2 separate regions of the Sus scrofa genome follow, and region 1 is linked to region 2. A link is a contact called in public Hi-C data. All regions are on one chromosome and are shown on one strand. Each heading gives the region's core, a stretch centred on a gene start, on an enhancer-like site or on the middle of the called end of the contact. The rest is flanking DNA. Distances are from core to core; before and after follow the strand shown.

Region 1 (6,045 bases), core at 3,398-5,897, 130 kb before region 2:
AGATTGCTTCCATGTCCTGGCTATCGTATATAGTGCTGCAATGAACACTGGGGTGTATGTATCTTTTCGAGTCATGATTTTCTCTGGATAGATGACCAGCAGTGGGACTTTTGGATCATATGGTAATTCTATTTTTAGTGTTTTGAGGAATCTCTATACTGTTTTCCATCATGGTTGTATCAATTTATATTCCCACCAACAGTGTTAAAAAGTTCCCTTTTGCCACACCCTTTCCAGCATTTTTTGTTTGTAGACTTTTTGATGATGGCAATTCTGGTTGGTATGAGGTGATATCTCAAAGTAGGTTTTTTTGTTTTGTTTTGTTTTGCTTTTTGCCATTTTTAGGGCCGATCCAGCGGCATATGGAGGTTCCCAGCTAGGGGTCCAATCGGAGCTGTAGCCGCCAGCCTACGCCAGAGCCACAGCAACGAGGGATCCAAGCTGCGTCTGCAACCTACACCACAGCTCATGGCAACTAGGGATCCTTAACCCACTGAGCAAGGCCAGGGATTGAACCTGCAACCTCACGGTTCATAGTCGGATTCATTAACCACTGAGCCACAACAGGAACTCCTCTCATAGTAGTTTTGATTTGCATTTCTTTCCTTTTTTTTTCACTTTTTAGTGCTGCACCTGTGGCATATAGAGGTTCCCGGGCTAGGGGTCAAATTGGAGCTATTGCTGCTGGCCTACACCACAGCCAGAGCAACACAGGATCCAAGCCATGTCTGCGACCTATACCACAGTTCACGGCAATGCCGAATTCTTAACCCACTGAGTGAGGCCAGGGATTGAAACTGCATCCCCATGGTTACTAGTTGGGTTTGTTAACCATTGAGACAAAACAGGAACCTCTTTAATAATTAGTGATGTTGAACATCGTTTCATGTATTTTTTGGCCATTCATCTGTCTTCTTTGAATGCTTCCTTTTTTATTTGCATGTTTCTATTAAAGATACTGCTATTCTTCCTATCACTTGGATTGAAAGTTTAAATTTTTAAAAATTAAACAGACTTGATTTTGTTGGAAAATTGTAACACACTCAAAATATAACAGGGTATACATGTTGGAAGCTGTCTGTGTCTACCAAAGATGGTCCGGGCCCTCTTAGAGGCAATCATGCTAACAGTTTTTGAAGTATTCTCAGAAAAAGCCTATGCATATTCAAGTATTTTAGCCAGATTTTATCTTCATTTCATTTTACATAAGTGGAAGAATACTATAAATAAATGTGTGCCCAGCTTTTCTAATTTAACAAGTAGACCCCAAGACTTATTCCATATCAACATATATATAGATTTTTTTCATTTGTAGTGGCTTTATAAAACTTAATTATAGTTAATATGTGATAAATATATATATGATTTTTTTTAACCAGTGCCCTTTTGATAGGTAGGTACATGGTTTCCACTGTTGACATTACAAGTAAGCTTGCAAATATCATATATGTTTGTATACAACTGTAAATATTACCTATACATTTTTAAGTCACAGCATGCATGACATTTCCATTTTGATACATTTATGGCCAAATTGCCTCTGCAGATACTTTGCCCATTTCTCTCACCATCTGTGCAAAAGTCCTTGTCTGCCCATACCATGCACAGCCTTGTGTTCTGTCAAACTTCCTGATCTCTTATAATCTGGTAATCTCAGTCGTTTTTAATATTAACTCCTTTCTTACCCATTATGCCAGTTCATCACCTAGGTCTGTGAGGTCTTTCAGTCTCTTTCACATCCACCTGTTTCTTTGTAACTGCAGAGCTGTGACCATAGTTTCAGGTTTTGTTGTATCATGTGTTGGCTCCTAATATCACTCATACCATTCTCTTCCCTTATTACTTCACAACTCAGCCATAAAGTGCCAGAATAGTATTTTCCTAATTTCACTTCTAGACTCAGAAACCTTTGGTGGCTCCCACTGACAACAATTATCAAGTTTAAATCCTCAGCCAGGCACTGAATGCGCCCCAGAGTCCAGTCCCAGTCTACTTTAGTGCCCTCACACATATACAAAAGTTCTGCTCCGAACTTCTGCTTGGCTATCATCATGCTTATTGTTTCATCACTTCTCTTCCTTGGGAATTCTTCTTTCCATTCAAACCTAATTTCACTTATCCTTCTAAGGTCCTCTGTGATCACTATGTATTGACAACCCAGTTCATTATTCTCTCTTCTTAGAATTGTTAAAACACGCATTGTCTGTATCACTCATTCGGCATTTATTAAATCATTGGAATTAAGATTTTAGTGTATTTCCCTGTCTCCTGAACTAAGCTATAAGCTCTAGAAGAAGCCATCTCTGAGACATTTTTGGTATCTTGCCCTGCCCCCACACAGCACAAACCCCTCATGTTTTGAGGTGCTCAAAAAATATGTGTAGATTGAAACAAGACCTAAATACACTAAAAATAGAAAAGTTTTTCCAAAAGAACCTAAATCCATAAAGGCACTTTACTTTTGTTTTCCCTAACCTACATGAGATGCCAAAGGTATCTGCTGATAACTCAAAAAAACAGTCGTGTTGTGAGAGAGAAGCTCACAGTGAAAGTTAAAAAAAAAAAAAAAAAAAAAAAGACTCGGAGTTCCCGTCGTGGCGCAGTGGTTAACGAATCCGACTAGGAACCATGAGGTTGCGGGTTCGGTCCCTGCCCTTGCTCAGTGGGTTAACGATCTGGCGTTGCCGTGAGCTGTGGTGTAGGTTGCAGACTCGGCTCGGATCCCACGTTGCTGTGGCTCTGGCGTAGGCCAGTGGCTACAGCTCCGATTCAACCCCTAGCCTGGGAACCTCCATATGCCGCGGGAGCGGCCCAAAGAAATTAGCAAAAAGACAAAAAAAAAAAAAAAAAAAAAAAAAAGACTCAAAAACACTAGCCAAAATAGGACTCAATAATTCCAACAAATAACACTTCCCACCTGACTGTCACTAGGCTGTTTTATAGCTTGTCCAGCATTTAGCCTTTAACAATCATCACCTAATTGGTGCATTCTTTTTGACAAATCAAAGTAGAGGTAATCTTGATCATCTGCCCAATTCTTTGCCTAGAGGCTAATTTCTCTCCTAGTTCTGGAGGAATAGGGTACCCTATGGTGTGCTATATTGGTAGCAGATCAAACCCAGCTCTTGATCTTATCTCATATCCAGTGAAACTTATCTCAAATCCAGTCTCAGTAATCTGAACAAAGTAAAATATTCCAGGCCCCTAGTTTCAAATAAAGCTTGCCTTAGAAATCAAACTATTTCTCTAAGTTAATTTTTATAATACAGGACAAAACTGTATCGTTTTATATGCACATACCTGTATATAAATGCATAGGAAGACATTTGGAAGGACACATCTGGAAGTGGTTATTTCTAAGAAGAAAAGTGGATATCAGTTGTATTCTTTCAGAGAGAAATATTCTTCTTTAAAACAAATAAGAAGTTGGATCTTGTTACTCATACTTGTTTTCGTCAAGGAGTATCATTAAATTCCACGATGCTTCTAAACATTCATCTGGAAAAAGGGACCTACCACTGATATGTTCTATTTTTATCCAGATTGCCTGACCAATCGACCTGTAAAAAACATTGTTTGTGGGCCTAAGTGACCAAAGGAAGTCCATGAATCAAATACTTCACTTCTGTCACATTATCACAAGCTTAATGCTCCTTAGAGTCAGAGGCAATATGGTGTTGTAGGGAAGGAAAAAGGATTTGAGTTCTAGTTTGGGCTCTGCTAAGAGTATGCGGGCAGACCTTGGGAAATTCACTTTCTTTAGGGTGGATAATCTCGGATTACTAGAAAATTCACGACGATGCATTCTACGAAGAAAAGCCTATTATTCAGTTCCGAGGTGCTGCGAATATAAAGGCAAGAAAAAATCCTTTCAATTCAGCAAACACTGAGTGCCTATCACATGCGTGGTATGTATTAGGACGCACCCCGCACTTCAGGCGCTCACTCGGCAGGGTTTAAACACAACTGCAAAAGGGTTAAGTCCTGTCACTGAAGAAGCATTTCGCTTCTCTTGGCCTTGGTCATTACCCAAAGTGCCAACGTCTAACTGCAGTCAACCTTAAGATGAAGACGTACCTGCAGCGAACGTGGAGTCAACGCTACTACAGTTCCCAGCATGCCACTCTTCCCACAACGCCCTCTCCCGCCCCCATTCCTGGACTCCTGAGAACCCGGACTTGTAGTCCCAACTCAAGGCTGGCGGCGACGGCGAAGCACTCTAGAAATGTGCTTTTCGCACTAGTAAGCAGTGAGACCGTAATTTCCAACTCAAGTCCTACTCCAACTGACTAGGGCTTGCCATTTAGCCTAACACCCTCATTCTAGCGCTCCTCAGACCTACTAGCTGCCGGGGTGGGACCACGCCCCGGAAGTGGAGTCAAGTCTCCCAGCCGACTGCCGAAGCTTCTTCCAGCCACTCCTAGCCCGGCCAGAGCCCGCGGGGCGGGCTCCGGGGCGTGGACTGCGGGGGCGGCTAGGCGCGGCGTCGCGCCAGGGGCGGAGCCGCGGCACGGGGCCGCGCGTCTGGGTGGCGGCGGGGGCGCGCCCGTGGGGAGAGGCGGCTGCGGCTGCTGCTGCTTGTGGGGAGGGAGGGAAGGAGGAACCGGGAAGGGGTGGGGGGGGCAGGGCGATCGGAGAGCCGTGTTCCTAAGGCGGTGGCGGCGTCTCCGACGGAGCTGGAGGAGGGCGGGGAAGGAGGATGGGGCACGCAGGGGGTTGGGGTTGGCGCTAGCCGCAGCGGCTCGCCTCGTACTGTGGGAGAGCGGCGGCTGCTCCTGCAAGTTGTAGGATCAGGAGCCGGCCGCCGCTGCCGCTGCCGCTGCCGCTGCCTCGGGCAAAGAGGAGGAGTAGGGAGCGGCGGGGGTCGGGAGGGAGGGGACGGGCTGGGGGAGCGAGCTGGGGAAGACTGAGCGGGCTCTGCGCCGGGCGGGCGGGCGGCGGGGGGGCCGGCGACCGCAGCCGGGGGGACGCGGGAGGATGGAGCAAGTGGAGATCCTGAGGAAATTCATCCAGAGGGTCCAGGCCATGAAGAGTCCGGATCACAATGGGGAGGACAACTTCGCCCGGGACTTCATGGTGAGTCCCTCCCCTCGCTGTCGCCTCCTTTCGCCGGCACCGGAGCCCACTGCCGCCTTGCCCAGCCGGCCCGGGCCGCCAGTGCTTTGTGTGCGGCTGTAAGGAGAGGGGCGGAGGCGGCGCGCACCAGCTCCAAAGGCCGGGTGGTCTCGGAGGCCAGCGGGAGGTGAGGTCGCCTCCGCCCCTCGGCCTCCTTTCCTCTCTTCCCGCGATCGCGTCCCTTTCCGCCGGCGTCTGGGACGCGAAGGGAGAGGCGGCCGGCCGAGCCCGCACTCAGCACCGCCGCCCGCGACCACCTATTGTTTCTCGGGCCGGGAGCCCGAGGCGAATGAGGTGCAGGCCGGGGGGCTAGTCTTTCCTCACCTCCCCGTCCAGACCGCCCCTGCTGGGAGGGTCGAGGCAGGGAGGAGAGCGATCTTGGCTGACGGCAGAACGTGGCTATTAAGATTGCAATTAACTCACGGGGTCCCTTTGCTCAAGCTGGGCTCAGAAGTGGGCAAGGTAGGACTTTTGCCGTTTCTGGACTGGCAATTATTATCTCCAACGCATGGGAAAGGATTGCTCGAAAGAAATCTCTTGGTTTACTCAATTTCTTTTTACCCGTCTCGTCGCTTGAGACCCTGGTTTGAGATGGTGTTGGGGTCAGCGTGACTTGAGGTCGAGGGGGTAAAGTGTATGTGTAGAGGCGGGGGTGGTTATCCTGAAGCCTACTTCAGACTCCCTAGGGGATATTGCTGAAGGCGGAGGGGATGTGACTATCACTTCCTATCCGGGGTGGGGGTGGGGAACTTGGGAACAATAGTCCTGGTGGGGCGGAGGCGACGGTAAGGGCCGAAGCCCTGAACTGGGAGATAACCTCCGAGGCCTACCCCCATCCTAACCCCCCTTCCCACCGCTTCCGCCCTCTGCTTGTGCTGGCGGGCTGGAGACGAGGTTAAAAGTCTTGTGCGTGAAATTGCTCTTGGGTCA
Region 2 (6,709 bases), core at 4,052-6,551:
AGCATCTGGATAGGAGTGAGGTATCACACAGGTCAAGGCAGGAGAGAAAGAGTTGGGAATTGTCAGCATTTATGATAAATCAGAAGACACTGATGCATAATACCACAAAAAGGTGTGCAGAGTAAGCAAGAGCAGTGACATATCTGACATACCTGTAGGAATCCCCAACACTTAAATGGAAGAGAGGGAGCAACGCTCAGCACCAGCATAGACACTGAGGTCTGTTAAAAATGACAGCTGGGGAGTTCCCATCGTGGCACAGTGGTTAACGAATCCAACTAGGAACCATGAGGTTGCAGGTTCGATCCCTGGCCTTGCTCAGTGGGTTAACGATCTAGCATTGCCGTGAGCTGTGGTGTAGGTCGCAGATGCGGCTCGGATCCCGAGTTGCTGTGGCTCTGGTGTAGACTGGCAGCTACAGCTCCGACTGGACCCCTAGCCTAGGAACCTCCATATGCCGTGGAAGCGGCCCAAGAAATGGCAAAAAGACAAAAAAAAAAAAAAAAAAAAGACAGCTGGAGGGAAGAGGGAATGAACATGAGCTGCTAAGTATCAAAGTCTTCAGTAAGTGTGGTAAAATGACCATGAAACCAGTGAAGGATGGTATAGCCATAACACAAAAAATGTCATAGAATGGCTTTTTGCATGATACTGAAATAGTCATAATGATCTGAAGTTCTATGATGCAGAACTGGGGAAGCAACCTTTAAAAGTTCAGTCTGGGTCCTCAGAGGGCAGTCAGGTTTCAGACAAGAAGATGGAAAAGCAGGGTAGTATGTTTTCAATAGAGCTGGTGTTACTGAGGAGGAATGGGAAAAAGTGGGAGAGATTATCAATGAGTCAGCAATAACAATAAGCAAAAGGAAATGGAGATGAGAAGCAAAGGAATAAACAAGGAAGTAATCTAGTTTTGACAGGAAGGGGAAGGCTTCTCCAAGGAAATGAGGCTTAGCTTGAGCTGAGACCCAAATGATGTGATGTCTCAGGTACCTCATGTTCATCAGGTACAAGGTCAAAGAGTTTCCCAAAGCGTCACTCTTTCAGTGTTTCCTAGCTCAGTGAAAGGTCCTACTAACCCTGTAAGTCATGCAGATTAGAAATATAGGAGGTATTCATGATACTGCCTCCATTATGCCAATTATCCAAACCATCGCATAAGCATCAGGTAAAGAGAAAAGCATTCCAGGTAGAGGAAACAACATATGCAATATATGTATATTTTTGACCATACCTGAGCCATGAGGAAGTTCTCGGGCCAGGGGTTGAAAGTGTGCAATAGCAGTAAACAGAGTCACAGCAGTGTCAAGGCCAGGTCCTTAAGCCATTGAGCCACCAGGGAACTCATTTTTCCCCAACATATTCCTAATCAAAAATATTTCTAAATCAAAAAATAATATGCTGCATTCTTTAAAGCCCTTTCACTTTGAAATAGAAGAGGAAGAGGCTAGACCATAATGGGTTTTGTAGGTCAGTTAATGATTTGTTCCTTATCCTAAGAGCAATGGAAGCCAGAGACAGGAGTGAAGCAAGAAAGTTACATGATCAGATTTACGGTTTTTTTTTTTTTTTGGTTTGTCTTTTCGTCTTTTTAGGGTCGCACCCTGGCTAGGGGTCAAATCGGAGCTACAGCTGCCAGCCTACACCACAGCCACAGCAACACTGGATCCGAGCCACATCTGCAACCTACACCACAGCTCAAGGTAATGCTGGATTCTTAAACCACTGAGTGAGGCCAGGGATTGAACCTGCAACCTCATGGTTTGTTCCCCTGCACCATGACGGGATTTCAGCTTTATGTTTTGAAAAGAGCATTTCTGGGGAGAATGGAGAACAGATTTGAGAAAACTGGAATATAAGAAGACCAGAAAAAAGGCTACTGCAGCCATCCAAGTGAGAGGAGTACCAACTCTGGAATAAGGTACTAACAGTGAACATGGAGTGAAATGGATGGTTTTAGTGCAAGCAGAGATAAGCCAGTAGAAAATAATGATAGTGGTGGGAATTCTCTCTTAGGTCAATGTTGCTAGGAATGATCTAGTTGAAAGAGAAAGGCTAATTACACAGAAAGAAGACAGATAATTGAGCATCTTTTATAATAGTACTGCCCTTAAACCTGGGTAAGGACCCTCTTCCTCCTGCTGCAAAGCACAAGGAGTCCATAAAGTCAAGGGACCATGTCTGCACTCCTCTTTTATTTATTTATTTATTTATTTATTTATTTATTTATTTGCCTTTTCTAGGGCTGCTTCCCACAGCATATGGAGGTTCCCAGGCTAGGGGTCCAATCGGAGCTGTAGCCACCGGCCTACACCAGAGCCACAGCAACTGGGATCCGAGCCGCATCTGCAACCTACACCACAGCTCACGGCAACGCTGGATCCTTAACCCACTGAGCAAGGCCAGGGATCGAACCTGCAACTCATGGTTCCTAGTTGGATTCGTTAACCACTACACCACGATGGGAACTCCTGCACTCCTCTTTTAAATTGGTTAGATCTGAGGGCAGACAGAGCAGGTGATTACACATCACTATCTGCAGGATGTTCAGGGATGTGGACATAAGCTTGAACATGTTGGGTGAGATGGGTGAAGAAGGTGAGAATGGGAAGAGAATAGGGTCAGTCTGAGGACTCTAGAAGTTTAAGAATTCTAAATTGAAACCTGGCCTTCCAGATTATTATTTAGGTAGATTTGTCAAGGAAGTAGAGTAGAATATATATATATATATACACACACATACATATATATATATATATATACACACACACACACACACACGCAAGGGAAAGAGAGAGAGAGTGCGTGCGAGGGAAAGAGACAGATAATAATATATATATTATTTTTAGGGCCACACTCACGGTATATGGAGGTTCCCAGGCTAGTGCTCAAACTGGAGTTGCAGGTGCCAGCCTAAGCCACAGCCAGATCCAAGCCACATCTGCAACCTACACCACAGCTGGCAGAAATGCTGGATCCTTAACCCACTTAACGAGGACAGGAATCATACCTACATCCTCATGGATACTAGTTGGGTTCTTAACCCACTGAGCCACAACAGTAACTCCCCAAGTAGAATATATTTTTAATAATAGTTTTTATCTTGATTTATAACTTAAATACTAGACACATGGTCTGTGAGCCTCCACAGCCACACTCTTGCTCAAGCTCTACAAATTTAGGGTTAGGATTCAACTGATAAGTTCAAATAACAGTATAAAAAGGTATAGTACAAGTTACCAATTCAGGTGAGAGTTCACTTTAACTAGGCCCTTTCAGATTTTCCTGACTTCTTTGTGGGAGATGAGGGAATAAATGGTGTAAATTTCTAGGCTTTATGTCACTGTATATAAGAGACTCTTATCTATATCTGGAGGGTTAACAATTAAGAAGCTATTTTTATTCTAATGATTTCAGTGTGATTTTTGAAAAGCTCTCTGTGACCCTTGCGCCTCCAGCACTTGGGAATGCCCAGGCCATGGATGAAACCCACACCACAGCAGTGACCTGAGCCACAGCAGTGACATCACTGGATCCTTAAGCCACGGGCCACCAGGGAACTCTGAAAATCTCCTTAAATAAAGAAGGGATCTCAGTGATCATGTAATCAAATTTACTCACTTAACAAATAAAACAAACGTTTTGATAGATAAAGGGCACCCTTACTGAGAGTACAAAGCTAGTCAGTAGCAGATGACTTCCTCTACTCTTTATCCATTCTTCTACCAATGACACCTTTCAGGAAGACACCTACTGCCAGTCAAATCCAACTATAAAGTTTACAGTTGCTTTCACTGTCATGCATTGAAGGAAGTGCACTAAATGCTTTTCACTACTCTAAAAATTCTAGACAACTAAAAAAAGGTCTACAAACCAATATTAAATTTTGACTCCAAAATATCTAAAAAGCCAACCTCCCATAACCCCCCAAAGTGAAAATAAAAAAAAAAATTTCAAACTTCATGAGGTCTCCAGACTTGGTAATCCTGAAAAGTTACTTTCAATTGATTTCCACAAAGTTATATGCAATTTAGGGCTCTCTTGAGGACTCAAACTCTCCTCCAACTGGTCATCTTTTTTTTTTTTTTTTTTTGGCTTTTTGGCTTTTTAGGGCTGCACCTGTGGCATATGGAGGTTCCCATGTCCCAGCTCAAATCAAAGACGCCAGAGCAACCTCAGATCCAAGCCATGTCTGCAACCTACATCAACAGCTAATGGCAACAGTGGATCCTTAACCCACTGGGCAAGGCCAGGGATCAAACCTGCATCCTTATGGATACTAGTCAGATTCATTTCTGCTGAGCCACCACAGGAACTGGACATCTCGTGATTTTACTTTGATTTTACTTGATTTTTCTCTTGATTTTACTTCATCTATTTTTACTTTGACTTTTTGATCTCCTGAAGATCTTGGAGTAAATATCCTGTTCTTCACTTTGGATGCAATGACTGTAACCATCTCCTCAAACTCCTCATCTTCTAAGTTACAAAGCACACGGCTTACAAAACATTGAACAGAATGCTAACGAAACGCTAAAATACACTTTAAAAAATCCTTGCTTTTTAAACATCTATAGGTACCGCCAATAAATTTTTCTCAGCGGATGTGAGCTACAATAATGCTAATAAAATTAAATTTTTAAGAGTCCAAAAGCAATAGTTAAAAAAAAATTCTTCAGGAGAGTCTTACCTTCAAGCTTGGTAGTAAGCAATCCGCAAGAAAGTTCTGGGTCTTCAGGAAGTTACCTCCCTCAGAGCATTAGAGATGACGATTTTAGCAAAACTGCACTACTTCTCAAGACAAGTGACTTTTTAGCTCCTGCCATCAATCGATTATTGCCTGATAGACGCAAGGATTTAATTTCAGGCAAATTTTTCTCCTCAGAGTTGAGTTGGCTCAGAAATTCGGCTTCTGAGCGGGAACAGGCAGAGGAGGGGCCAAAGGTACTTCAGGGAAAAAAGAAGGGAAAGTGGTACACGACAAAGTCGTCGAGGCAGAAACGACCGCGACCTGGCCGGGACAGATTTTGGGATCTGGAATTGGGGTTCTCAGACGCTCGCGGGGCACCCGAGTTCTGGCAGGAAGACCCTCCCTTCACTGCTCGCTGGGCCATTAGCCGCGCCCCGCGGTCGGATGAACTCCAAAAAGGGAACGCAAGGCGATCCCCCCCCACTCCCCACTGCGGCTCGAGACTCGCTCCTTTGATTGGTTCTTAGAGAGATCCCTCAGGGTGGCTCGCCGAATGGAGAGCCCGGCCGCTCCGCCCCTTTCCCGCCTCTCGCGGAGTGCCCGCCCCTGCCCCGCGCCCGGGAGCGAAGGAGAGTAAATACAACAGGAGCGCAAAATGGCGGAACCGCCGAGCACAGTGCACGGCGCCCCCGCCGCTACCGCCGTTTCGGAGAAAGAACCCTTTGGCAAGCTGCAACTCCCCCCTCGGGACCCATCGGGTCCTCTGTCCGCCAAGAAGATCCGGACTGAGGAAAAGAAAACGCCGAGGAGGCTGAACGGAGAAGGAAGCAGCGGCGGGAACAGCAGGCTGTTGCAGTCGCCCGCGACACCTTCGCCTCAGAGCTATGGCAGCTCTGGTTCTTGGAGCTTCGCCGCTCTGTCTGCTGTCCCTACCCCATCCTCCTCTCGGAGCAATTTCTCTTTCTCCTCTGGCACTGCTGTCCCCTCCTCAGCCTCCGCTTCCTCGTCTCAGCCCGTGCCGCGCAAACTGCTGGTTCCTCCTACGCTGCTGCACGCTCAACCTCACCATCTCCTGCTGCCGGCCGCCGCCTCCTCGGCCAACGCCAAGCCGCGCAGACCCAAGGAAAAGCGAGAGAAGGAAAGGAGGAGGCACGGCCTCGGAGGGGCGGGCGAGGCCGGCGGGGCTGCCCGCGAGGAGAACGGGGAGATGAAGCCGCTGCAGCGAGGTGGGTGCCGGTGCCGGGAGGTGGGGGGAGGGCGCCCGAGGTCCCCGCCAGCAGCTGGCGCCCGTGGGGCCCGGGCAGGGGGAGCGCGGGGGCCGCGTGCGCCAGCCTGGAGGGGCGGGAGGCGTCCCGTTCTCCGCAGGCGATTTTGCGGCCCCCTTGGGGACAGGAAGTGGAGCCTGTAATTTCGGTCTCAGCGAGGCGAATGGCCGAAACTCATTTTCTGTATGGTCTCTGCCTCCGAGTTAGTGCGCTGCAGGAATTGTAGAATTCGGTCTAGGGGACCCGCCTAGGTGTGTTTGGCCACGGAGGTAGATGGGAGAGAACGGGATCGGGAAGGGTTTGGTCCTGTAGAAGATGCTTGACTTTTAGACCGTTTAGATGTGATCACAGAATTTATATTTGTGACACAGCCTCCAAAGCCAGAAAATCCTGTCAAAAAAAGGGGTGTGGAGAGCTTTGGCGTCAGCTGGAAGCTACCAGAGGCCTGAGGTTTTCATTCCTATTAGGGAAATGAGGTAGTGTGCAGGGCCGGGAGTGTGCTGTTTCACAAGGTACCCTCCCTCCACCCTTCTCTCCACTCCGTATTCTTAGGTGTTTTGAGTGGTCCTGTTTAAAATAGGACCACTTGAGAAAGGATTTTCAGCCATATTCTTTTTTTTTTTTTTTTTTTTCCCCCTGAAGCAAATGATAAAATCAGGAGTATTGACGTTTTTCGGCCAGACCAAGAACTTGACTGCAAAATGTTTTAGCATCAGAGAAAGGGAGATTCTTAAGCGTTCTTTTCAGAAACGACTAC

What was found. Hi-C and Micro-C count contacts between places; a contact is called where the count stands out from the background.
Region 1: a Hi-C map of skeletal muscle shows a contact between it and region 2, with 6 times the contacts expected there. The contact joins the promoter of PTPN12 here to the promoter of RSBN1L in region 2. A contact is called at or near these places in 2 of 5 promoter capture datasets (fetal liver and liver), 7 of 47 Hi-C or Micro-C datasets (alveolar macrophages, fetal skeletal muscle, heart right ventricle and 3 more) and 2 of 2 datasets of contacts at active chromatin or transcription factors (alveolar macrophages and skeletal muscle).

Annotation. Positions count from the first base shown.
Region 1 is chr9:102,562,571-102,568,615 of Sscrofa11.1, reverse strand. It overlaps PTPN12 (tyrosine-protein phosphatase non-receptor type 12), which reads left to right and starts at 4,647. Exons shown (of 16, transcript XM_021102557.1): 1 at 4,647-5,076. The coding sequence starts at 4,978. It overlaps LOC102167907 (a long non-coding RNA gene), which reads right to left and starts at 4,440. Exons shown (of 3, transcript XR_001299008.2): 1 at 4,078-4,440; 2 at 3,301-3,356.
Region 2 is chr9:102,433,807-102,440,515 of Sscrofa11.1, reverse strand. It overlaps RSBN1L (round spermatid basic protein 1-like protein), which reads left to right and starts at 5,301. Exons shown (of 8, transcript XM_021102552.1): 1 at 5,301-5,913. The coding sequence starts at 5,343. LOC102167692 (a long non-coding RNA gene) reads right to left here and starts at 5,990. Exons shown (of 4, transcript XR_002347076.1): 1 at 4,688-5,990.